Regions from separate parts of the Mus musculus genome. Here all the other regions are linked to region 3. Evidence: chromatin contacts called from public HiChIP or PLAC-seq and promoter capture Hi-C data. All regions are on one chromosome and are shown on one strand. Each heading gives the region's core, a stretch centred on a gene start, on an enhancer-like site or on the middle of the called end of the contact. The rest is flanking DNA. Distances are from core to core; before and after follow the strand shown. Region 1 holds the start of Eef1a2 (eukaryotic translation elongation factor 1 alpha 2). Region 2 overlaps Rtel1 (regulator of telomere elongation helicase 1). Region 3 holds the start of Prpf6 (pre-mRNA splicing factor 6).

The links. Promoter capture Hi-C pulls out the DNA fragments that hold promoters and counts their contacts. HiChIP or PLAC-seq counts read pairs in DNA pulled down with a chosen protein or histone mark.
Region 1: a contact with region 3 is called in a promoter capture Hi-C map of hippocampal neurons, with 2.4 times the contacts expected there. The contact joins the promoter of Eef1a2 here to the promoter of Prpf6 in region 3. A contact is called at or near these places in 2 of 39 promoter capture datasets (embryonic stem cells and hippocampal neurons), 3 of 115 datasets of contacts at active chromatin or transcription factors (acute myeloid leukemia and embryonic stem cells) and 2 of 9 other capture datasets (adipose tissue and embryonic stem cells).
Region 2: a contact with region 3 is called in an H3K27ac HiChIP or PLAC-seq map of embryonic stem cells, with 4 times the contacts expected there. The contact joins the enhancer-like site here to the promoter of Prpf6 in region 3. A contact is called at or near these places in 12 of 39 promoter capture datasets (the C10 cell line, the HPC-7 cell line, cranial neural crest and 7 more), 11 of 115 datasets of contacts at active chromatin or transcription factors (bone marrow-derived macrophages, craniofacial prominence, embryonic midbrain and 4 more) and 2 of 9 other capture datasets (adipose tissue and liver).

The regions. Positions count from the first base shown.
Region 1 is chr2:181,155,725-181,158,628 of GRCm38.p6, reverse strand. It overlaps Eef1a2 (eukaryotic translation elongation factor 1 alpha 2), which reads left to right and starts at 1,614. Exons shown (of 8, transcript NM_007906.3): 1 at 1,614-1,905.
Region 2 is chr2:181,331,060-181,334,116 of GRCm38.p6, reverse strand. All of the region lies in intron 8 of Rtel1 (regulator of telomere elongation helicase 1), which reads right to left. Among named protein-coding and RNA genes, the nearest start is that of Rtel1, 13 kb to the right of the region's middle. Within about 2 kb of position 1,321, at least 8 of the 459 cell types and tissues checked have an H3K27ac peak or open chromatin away from gene starts, as enhancers often do. A contact at or near this core is called in embryonic stem cells, where this site is marked.
Region 3 is chr2:181,599,711-181,602,661 of GRCm38.p6, reverse strand. Prpf6 (pre-mRNA splicing factor 6) reads right to left here and starts at 1,343. Exons shown (of 21, transcript NM_133701.2): 1 at 1,131-1,343. The coding sequence starts at 1,201.

The sequences.
Region 1 (2,904 bases), core at 365-2,864, 440 kb after region 3:
GGCTTAGTGGCTCCTTGGAACAGCTGGCCTCAAGGCCCCCTATCATGTTGGCTGAGTATGTTGTTGCTCAACACTGTTAACCTCTTAAAAATCTGTTTTCTGCCTATTCCCAGGGTCTCTCATACCAACAAAGGCTTCAGGGATTTGCAGTGGAGGCAAAGTATGTCCTAATGACAGGGAGGTACTTTTGACCTGCCTCCTGTAGGTCAATGTATAGGTGTTTCAGGCAGGACATGACCTCTGGTCATTAGGGGTCAGTCCTCTAGATGGGTAAGCTCCTGGCCTTGGGCCTTGCTGGCTCACTGCTGCCCAGATAGACAGAGGAGGCGACTCCAAAGCTAAGGACTAATAGCTATTCACAAAGATGCTGGGTTTTGGACCTCATTATTGAGCCCACTCTACCTCCTGATTTCGAAACCAGGCCCAGTCATCTCCATGCAAGAAGGAAGGCATTCAGGGAGAGATGAGTTGGACAAGTGGGTGGAGTAAATGCTAATGTCTTGCCAGGCGTTTATTTTTAATTCCTGGCTCCCAGTTGACGGTCTCAGCAGTCTTCAAAAGTGCCAAGTCATCTGAGAGCCCTGCCTAGCCTCTGGCTGCCCTCTGCTAGACAGACCCTCATTAGGCTTCACCTTACTCTCTCTTCATACTTGATAGCTGCCCTAATTGGGCACCCATCTCCAGGGTCCCCTAACAGGCGCTCTCAGTAGGAGGTGCTGGGCCCTGACCTGGGCCTTCTATGTCTAGATCTACTCTACACCAGGGTAGAAGGAATAGGCACAGGCCTGCTGTCAGTCAGCATAAATACTCAAGGAACCTTTGCTTCCTACTTGCAACCACAAAGACTGGTTGGGTTAGGACAGGTGGCAGTATTGGAAAACGGGAATGTCTGGGTCAAATGACAAGATAGGCACCTCTGAAGAAGCCCCTGGTGATACACGGTGGCCACAACCCCCTTAAGGTCTATTTGGGATATCCTAATCTTTCTAGAAATCTCAAGGGCTCCCTGCTTCCTACCAATGGAGCCTGAAGGAGAGTGGGGATCTGAACCCTGTTTGGATGTTCTTGGTGACCTTAGCTAAGACCATCTGAGAACGGGCTTTGTAAATTCCCTACACCTAAGGGAATAGGTAGACAAAAACCTCTTTCCAGGGCTTCATAAGAAGGTTGGGCTGCGGGCTGGACTGGCTGATTGCCTCAAGGGCCTGTCATGTAGGGTCCATGTGAGTAAGCACTTGTGCTAGGGGTGGTGGGGATCGTGGAAAACCTCTGGAAACTGAGCTTCATGTTCACCGGGACTCAACCATGAGCAGGGCCAGCAATGGATGCCCACATCAAGGCTTGCAGGGATCTTGACCTGGGCTTGGGCCTCTTCTCTCCTAGTCTACTTGCTGGTTCCCTATTGTGTTCCACCTTCCTGGGGACATCTTTATGTTGGATGTACCTTTTTTTTCCCCCCTGCTCTCCAGCAACCACTGTCTCTGCTACCCCAGTTCTCTCTACTGTTTCTTTCGCTTCTCTCCATCCCTGCCCCTCCTTTCCTGGCTCTGTTTCCCTGCCCCCACCTCTGCGCGCTGCACCGCCCTTTTGCCTGTTTTTCTCTCCTGGTCTGCGTTCTCGCTCACTGGTTCTCTCCCTCGCTCCGGTGCATCATTGCAGCTGCGTCCTCTCGGATCCTCATTACGCCGGCCCGCGTCCGTGGGTGCGCGGCCCCTGCGTCCACGCATCTTTCGCATCCCATCTGCCAGCCGCTCGGCGCCCGCCTCCCCCCTCCGGTACCGCATTGCCGTACTGCAGGGGCGCAGTGCATTGCGCCGGCACCGTCAATAGGTGGACCCCCTCCTGGAGAGATAAAACCGCCGGCGCCGGCGCCACCAGTCCTTCTGACTGAGTCCTCGGCTCTGGGTAAGGACGCACATCCCGGTCTGAGACCCTTGCTTAGGTTTTCAATCAGGGTTCGCTTCTCTGGGAACCCAGCCCGGGGAAGAGGGGAATATGCGGCACCTAGCTGGGCTGCACCCCTGGGCTGGGGGTGGAGGGAGGCTGTCTCTAGACTGGGCATGGTGGGTCCCCGTGGCAGTCGGGTAGTGAGTCCCTTAGGCAATTGTGACAGTGGAGGGGGGCCTTCTCCTGAAACCTGCCATCATGCTGTCACCTTGACCTTGGGGCTTGTCTGGGCTCTGCTGGGCTTGACAGGCTGGTCGGTGAAAGTGCTGGCGCGGTGGTTTGGGGCCCTGGGGATGTCCGTGATTTGTCAGAGTAGGGCGGGGGAGGTGGTGAAATCTGAGGACCCCTATCGCGTCCTATGTGGCTCCCACCCTCGGATGCACCCCCCACCCCAACAGGCCTGAGCTTCTCGGTTGACCTCTGAGATGCGCGGGTACTGAGACACAGGACCTGGACTGGATAGTAGGGGAGAGGGTCAGGGCATCTCTGAGGGCACTTGCTGAGCTGGGCCAGGTGGGATTTTTATTTCTCTGGCTAGAACAGGACATTCACCTCTCGGCCCTCATGGCTGCCCCTTGCCTGTGGGGAGGGCCTGAGCTATTCTGGGCCTATGCCTGGGTACCATCCAGCTGTCTCCTCTGCCAGCCTGTGGGCAGAGGGAGGAAGATGGCGCCCTTGCCCGTGGAGGGGCTGAGGAGTGCTGGCCTTCTCTTCATGGTGGCAGCAGATGGGGGTAGGGCAGTGTCCCTCCCTGGTGTGTGTGTGTGTGTGTGTGTGTGTGTGTGAAGGGGGGGGTGGCATCGAGGACAGGAAGGACAATGCACCCTAGAGCTGGGCACAGTGACTCATCACAGGGCTCCTGGCTGCTCCAGAGCTTCACTCAGTCTGCTGCTCTGTGATGTCCAGACCTGATTAACCCTTCCCTAAGGAATTTGCCTCCAAATCACCTTCCCAAAC
Region 2 (3,057 bases), core at 72-2,571, 270 kb after region 3:
TCCAGCTCGACATCTAGGGTTTTTTTTTTTTTTTTTAAAGATTTATTTATTTATTATATGTAAGTACACTGTAGCTGTCTTCAGACACTCCAGAAGAGGGAGTCAGATCTTGTTACAGATGGTTGTGAGCCACCATATGGTTGCTGGGATTTGAACTCCAGACCTTTGGAAGAGCAGTCAGTGCTCTTACCCACTGAGCCATCTCACCAGCCCGACATCTAGGTTTTGATAGATGTGGATTAAAAAAAAAAAAAAAAGCCGGGCGTGGTGGCGCACGCCTTTAATCCCAGCACTCGGGAGGCAGAGGCAGGCGGATTTCTGAGTTCGAGGCCAGCCTGGTCTACAAAGTGAGCGCCAGGACAGCCAGGGCTATACAGAGAAACCCTGTCTCGAAAACCCAAAAAAAAAAAAAAAAGATTTATTTATTGATATATGTAAGTACACTGTAGCTCTCTTCAGACACACCAGAAGAGAATATCAGATCTCATTATGGGTGGTTGTCAGCGACCTTGTGGTTGCTGGGATTTGAACTCTGGACCTTCAGAAGAGCAGTCAGTGCTCTTAACCACTGAGCTATCTCTCCAGCCTCAGATGTGAATATTTTACAACCAGTATTCTACTCCCTCAAGAAGAATGTAGCTTTGAGCGGGGCAGTGGTGATGCACGCCTTTAATCCCAGCACTTGGGAGGCAGAAACAGGCAGATTACTAAAGCCAGTCTGATCTACAGAGTGAGTTCCAGGTCAAACTCTGTCTCAAAAACAAAACAAAACAAAACAAAAAAACAAGGAGGAGGAGGAAGGAGAGGAGGAGAATGTAGCATTTCTGAGACTCACTTCTCACTGCTGGCAGTTTCTAGCTTCCCACTTCTGGCAGTGGTCAGTAAACTCCAGTGACTGTATGCCTGAGTCACTGGATTAAGGACTTTCTTTTCCTAGAAGGGAGCTACAAGCACACACTGTTGACAGAGCTACTGCGTGATCACCATATCCACCAGCCACAGTTGGTACCTCCGACTGCCCCACACCTCACACTTACTTCTACCTTTGCTGCTGATGCTGTTGTTACTTTGTGGCAGGGAGAGTGCCTGTGTGCTAAGGTTCATAGGTAGAGGTCTTAGGACAGTCTAAGGGTTCTCACCTTCCAACATGTAGGCCTTAGGAACTGAACTCAGAGCATCAGGCTTGCTTGGTGATAAGCACCTTTACCAGCTGAACTATCTTGCCAGCATGCTTTGTTTTTTATGTATGTGTGTGGTCCTGTGATTGACTACCTGGGCTCACCAATGCTAGACAAATGCTCTACCAGTGAGCTAAGTTCCTAGACCCTTAAGTCTCTTTAATTGCAGCCATTTCCATCAGAATACAGTATCACTTCCTGTAGTTTGGGCCTGAAATGACCTTGTGACTAGAGCAGTTAAACCCTTCCACAAACCATAAGTGGCCATTCTGTAAACTTCAGAAAACTATCTACTCAGGTTTCTTAGAAGTGAGCTGGACTGTTCAATTCTAAAAGCCTTTGTTCACTGTAGATCCAGGTCCTTTGAAAGGCTGCAGCATTTCCTCATTTTCTGAAACTTGCTTTTTTTCTTTAAAACCATGTTTTGAAGTTTTTATTAACTTTAAAATGCTTACAGCTGCATATTCCATTTTTTTGATAAAACAGAGAGCGAATATATGCATAGTGTAAAGAAACACTGAAATTCTGACCTATTAGAATCTTAATAGGCACATCAGCCATGAACTCTACAACGCATGAATAACTAAATCACTTACCTTTTCACGGAGCATGTTCAATGATAGAAAATAAAGTTTGACCCTAGTACCTGTGTGTGTGTGTGTGTGTGTGTGTGTGTGTGTGTGTGTGTGTGTGTATACGTACATATGCATATAACTTGAAAAAGTAAATATACACACTATTCTCAGCTAGAATGCTAAAAAAATTTTTTTAACTAACAGTGGGAAGATCAAGATGTTAGAAGGTAAGGCACGCTAAGACCCCAGCCTCGAGTTCAATCCCATGAGAGAACCAAGTATTCCAAATCATCCACTGACCTCCACACATGCACAGTGGGTCACACATACATACACTCAAACAAAAATAAATTAGTACTTTACAATTTTCTTTTAAATTTAACTGATAAAGCCAGGTGTGATGGCCCACGCCTTTAATCCTAGTACCCGGGAGGCAGAGACAGGTGGATCTCTGTCAGTTGGGAGCCAGCCTGGTCTACAAAGTGAGTTCCAGGACATGGCTGTTATACAGAGAAACCTTATCTCAAAAAAACCAAAACCAATACTCTTGAAAGGAAAAACTGATGTTAGAGTTTACTAATCTTCTCTCAGAGTGTGATAGCATACACCTTTAATTCAGGAGACAAAGGCAGACAAATTTCTCTGAGTTCAGGCCAGCCAGGGATACACAGTGAGACCCTGTCTCAAAACAAAATAAGACTTTAATTTTTCTAATTCTTTTAAAAAGCCTAAGCTTGAAATTTTAAGTCTAACTTATTTTGTTTTGTTTTTCAAGACACTGTATCTTTGTGTAGTGCACACCAGGCCTGCCTCTGCCTCCCGAGTGCTGGGATTAAAGGCATGCGTCACCACGCCCGCTTACCGCAGTGATTTCTAACCTAGTTCTTCAAAACTGTCATGCTAGGGCCAGCGAGTTGGCCCAGCAGGTAAAGGTACTTGTCTTGTCTTTACCAGATCACTGAAGCCTTCTTTCTGTCCACTTCCGCTATCCTCAACCATTCAACAGCATCTTCTGCTATCTGCTCTCCCAACTCCAGGTACTAAAATCCAAGCTCTGTAAGAGGTGCCTAAGTAGCACCACACACTAAGTTCTTGATGTATATTTACCATAGGGATTAGAAGCAAAAGCTGCCCACCAGGTCATTACTGACACCAGAGGTTACTGACCCTGTCCATGTGGACAGCTATGGGAGCCAACAATGTCGGTATAGTGTTTGCCTAAACATCCATAAAGCCTTGGGTTTTTTCATTCTCGTTAGCCTGCCTATGCCGAGGTTGCTCAGAAAGAAGAACTCATAGCTCTA
Region 3 (2,951 bases), core at 94-2,593:
TTAAACTATTTATTTATTTAGTGTGTGCGTGTGACCTGACATATCTGTAGAAGTCAGAAGACAATTTCAGAGAATCAGTTCTCTCCTCCTACCTCGTGAATTCTGGGAACTCAAACTCAGGGTTGACAGAGCCTTTACCCTCTGAGCCACTTCACCAGCCACCTACTTGCCTTTTTATGTGCCTATACCAAATTCCACGTTTTTCCTTTACTCCCCCAAAATCTGACACTTCGTAAACCCAACTAAAATGCCACACTGCTGAATATCTCTTGACTTCTGTCCTACTTTTTGTGCTTATTTATACCAATACCGAACTTGTCTTGTGAACTGCAAGTCTTCTGAAAACGGCTGTGAATGCCTCCCTTCTCCTACCATTACCAAGGAAGACTTATGTTTCCCTAATCAAATGCATAAAAAGTAGGAAAAATACTATTCATCTACCCAACACCTTATGACTAGTGGCACTGCCATCTCTGTCCAGACGGCTGAGAATTTGAACAGGTGACCTACAGCCACACATCCTAGAGAAAAATGTTTAAGGGAAGAAAGGTATAGCACACTCTTACTGTATACATCAAAGACTCAACTGCTTCTTACAGCCAACTCGCTTACGGATATTACTTCAGACACCAAGACACTGAGATTCAGACCCCTCAGTCATATCTTAGAGTGGTAGTCAGGCCTCATGAACCTACATATTTCGACACATACATACATACATGCATACCCACTTTGTCGGAAAGGCATTATGCCAAATTACCTAGTTGTGGCGGTGAAAGTTAACCTTGTTTTTGAGACAAGGTTTCGTTAAGTAATTCTAGCTGTCCTGAAACTCGCTGTGTAGCCCTGGCTGTTTTGTAATTCGCTATGTAGACGAGGCTGGTCTCTTAACTTAAAAACGAAGGCCTCTGCCCCTGCCCCATCCCATCCCACCCACCCCCCACAACAATGCTGGGGTTAGAGACGTGCGCCACTAGCTCCAGCCCCTGGTTTTTTGTTTTATTTTGAGACGCGGTCTCTCTAGCTCTAGTGGCTGCTAGTCCAGAATCGTTCTCAAATAGGCCAAGAGCGAGCTGTGTTCCAGGGCACCAGGCACCCTACCCGGGGCAAACTCCCCCCCACTGCCTTACCCCCTGCCCAGCCCGGGTACGTAGCCCAGCGGCGCAGGCATGCCCAGGAACGGCTTCTTCTTCTTGTTCATGGCGGTGTTATTGACCGAAACACAGAAAAGCAGGGGAGCAAGTATACGACAGAAGACTCAGAGTCCTCCGGGTGTCGCAGCAGTAAGAGATGCAGGCACTACGTCACCCGCGCACCGGAAGTAGAGAGCTGGGTCACGGAAAGCCCCGCCCACCTAGAGCTTCGGGCGGAAGTCAAAGATGTGGGTTTGCAAAGTGTTTCCGGCCAGCGCTGTGTGCAGTGTTTGTTGCGGGAAGACGCGCGTGCGCGTGACGGTATTCGGTATCGCGCCACAAGGACGTGGGTTCGATTTTCATGCCAGCCTTGACGCGGAGCCGGAACGCATTAGTCCTGTTCAGGAGCGTTCCGGTGCAAGCAAGGCTGCGAAGCCACTTAGTTCAACCACCATAACCACTTCAGACTAGCCTTACTGTACTGAACCGTATGCGGCCACCGACGGTCCAGACTACGCCATCAGATCCGGGACCACTCCAACCCCCGCGCGCCTTCTGAGGACAGATGTATAGTGCACTCAACAGTGTGTGGGCCAGCGTCACAAGCTTGGGAGTGATTGTGTGCCCAGTGGCTTGAGTGGACTCACACCACTCTACTTTGCACAGATATTTTCTGTGTGCAGCTCCTCCCGAAACACAATGCCAGTCCCACCTGTTGTGTAATAATAGCTTCAGGCCGTGAATTAGGCTGTACAGGGCATTAACCCCACGCTATAAAAAGTTGCTTAGCCTCGGCGATGTCTACCTGCAGAAGCAGTATGCCACCCCTGGGAAACAACCCTGCTCCGAGTTAAACCTCAAAAATAGCTGTAAACTCCTGGTAGCTACTCTGTGTGTATGTCCCAGCCCTTTTAGGTTAGGGGCCCTCAGTGTTTAAATAAAGCAGTCTCAGCCCGTTGAGACAGTCTGCCTCTCAGCCTCACTTGTCTTACACCTCCTACACATGGGGAGAGCACCAGACTCTAGGGCCGACAGGAAAAACTGCAAGTTGTGCAGCCTGGACTCTGCTGGATCAGACAACCAGGCCTCTACAGCCAATGCTTTTCAGTGAGGTACTAAAGCAGTCCTGGCTCCCTAGACAGGTTTTTAGGGAGGAGCAGGATTGAGTCTGTGAACACTGACCCACAGGGAACTGTGCCTGACAGAGGGGCTTCACAGAGATAGGAGTATTGCCTGAAGTTCAAAGCAAAGTGGTCCGTAAATGAGGGTCAGCAAATACTCCAGTAAAGAATGAGCTAGTAGCTGACTCAGACAGATACAGACACCAACAGCCAAGCAGTGGATTGAGCTTGAGGATTCTTATGGAAGAACAGGGGAAAGGATTGTGGGTCCTGAAGGGGATAGGAACTCCACAGGAAGACCAACAGAGTCAACTAACCTGGACCCTTGGAGCTCTCAGAGTCTGAACCGCCAACCAAGGAACATACACCGGCTGAACCTAGGTTTCCCCACTCATGCATGGCAGATATGTGGCTTGATGTGGGTCCTAAATAACTGAATCAAGGGCTATCTCTACGTGGAATATGTTCTGCTAGCTGGGCTGCCTTGTCTGGCCTCAGTGGGAGAAGCACCTAGCCTCACAGAGACTTGAAGAGTGTGTGTGTGTGTGTGTGTGTGTGTGTCCCAGGGGGGGCCCACCTGCCCAGAGGAGAAGGGGAGGGGGAAAGATTGAGGGAGGGGGTAATCAGGAGGGGGCAGTGAGCAGGATGTAAAGTGAATAACTAAAAAAAAATTAAATAATCTCAAATATATATATAT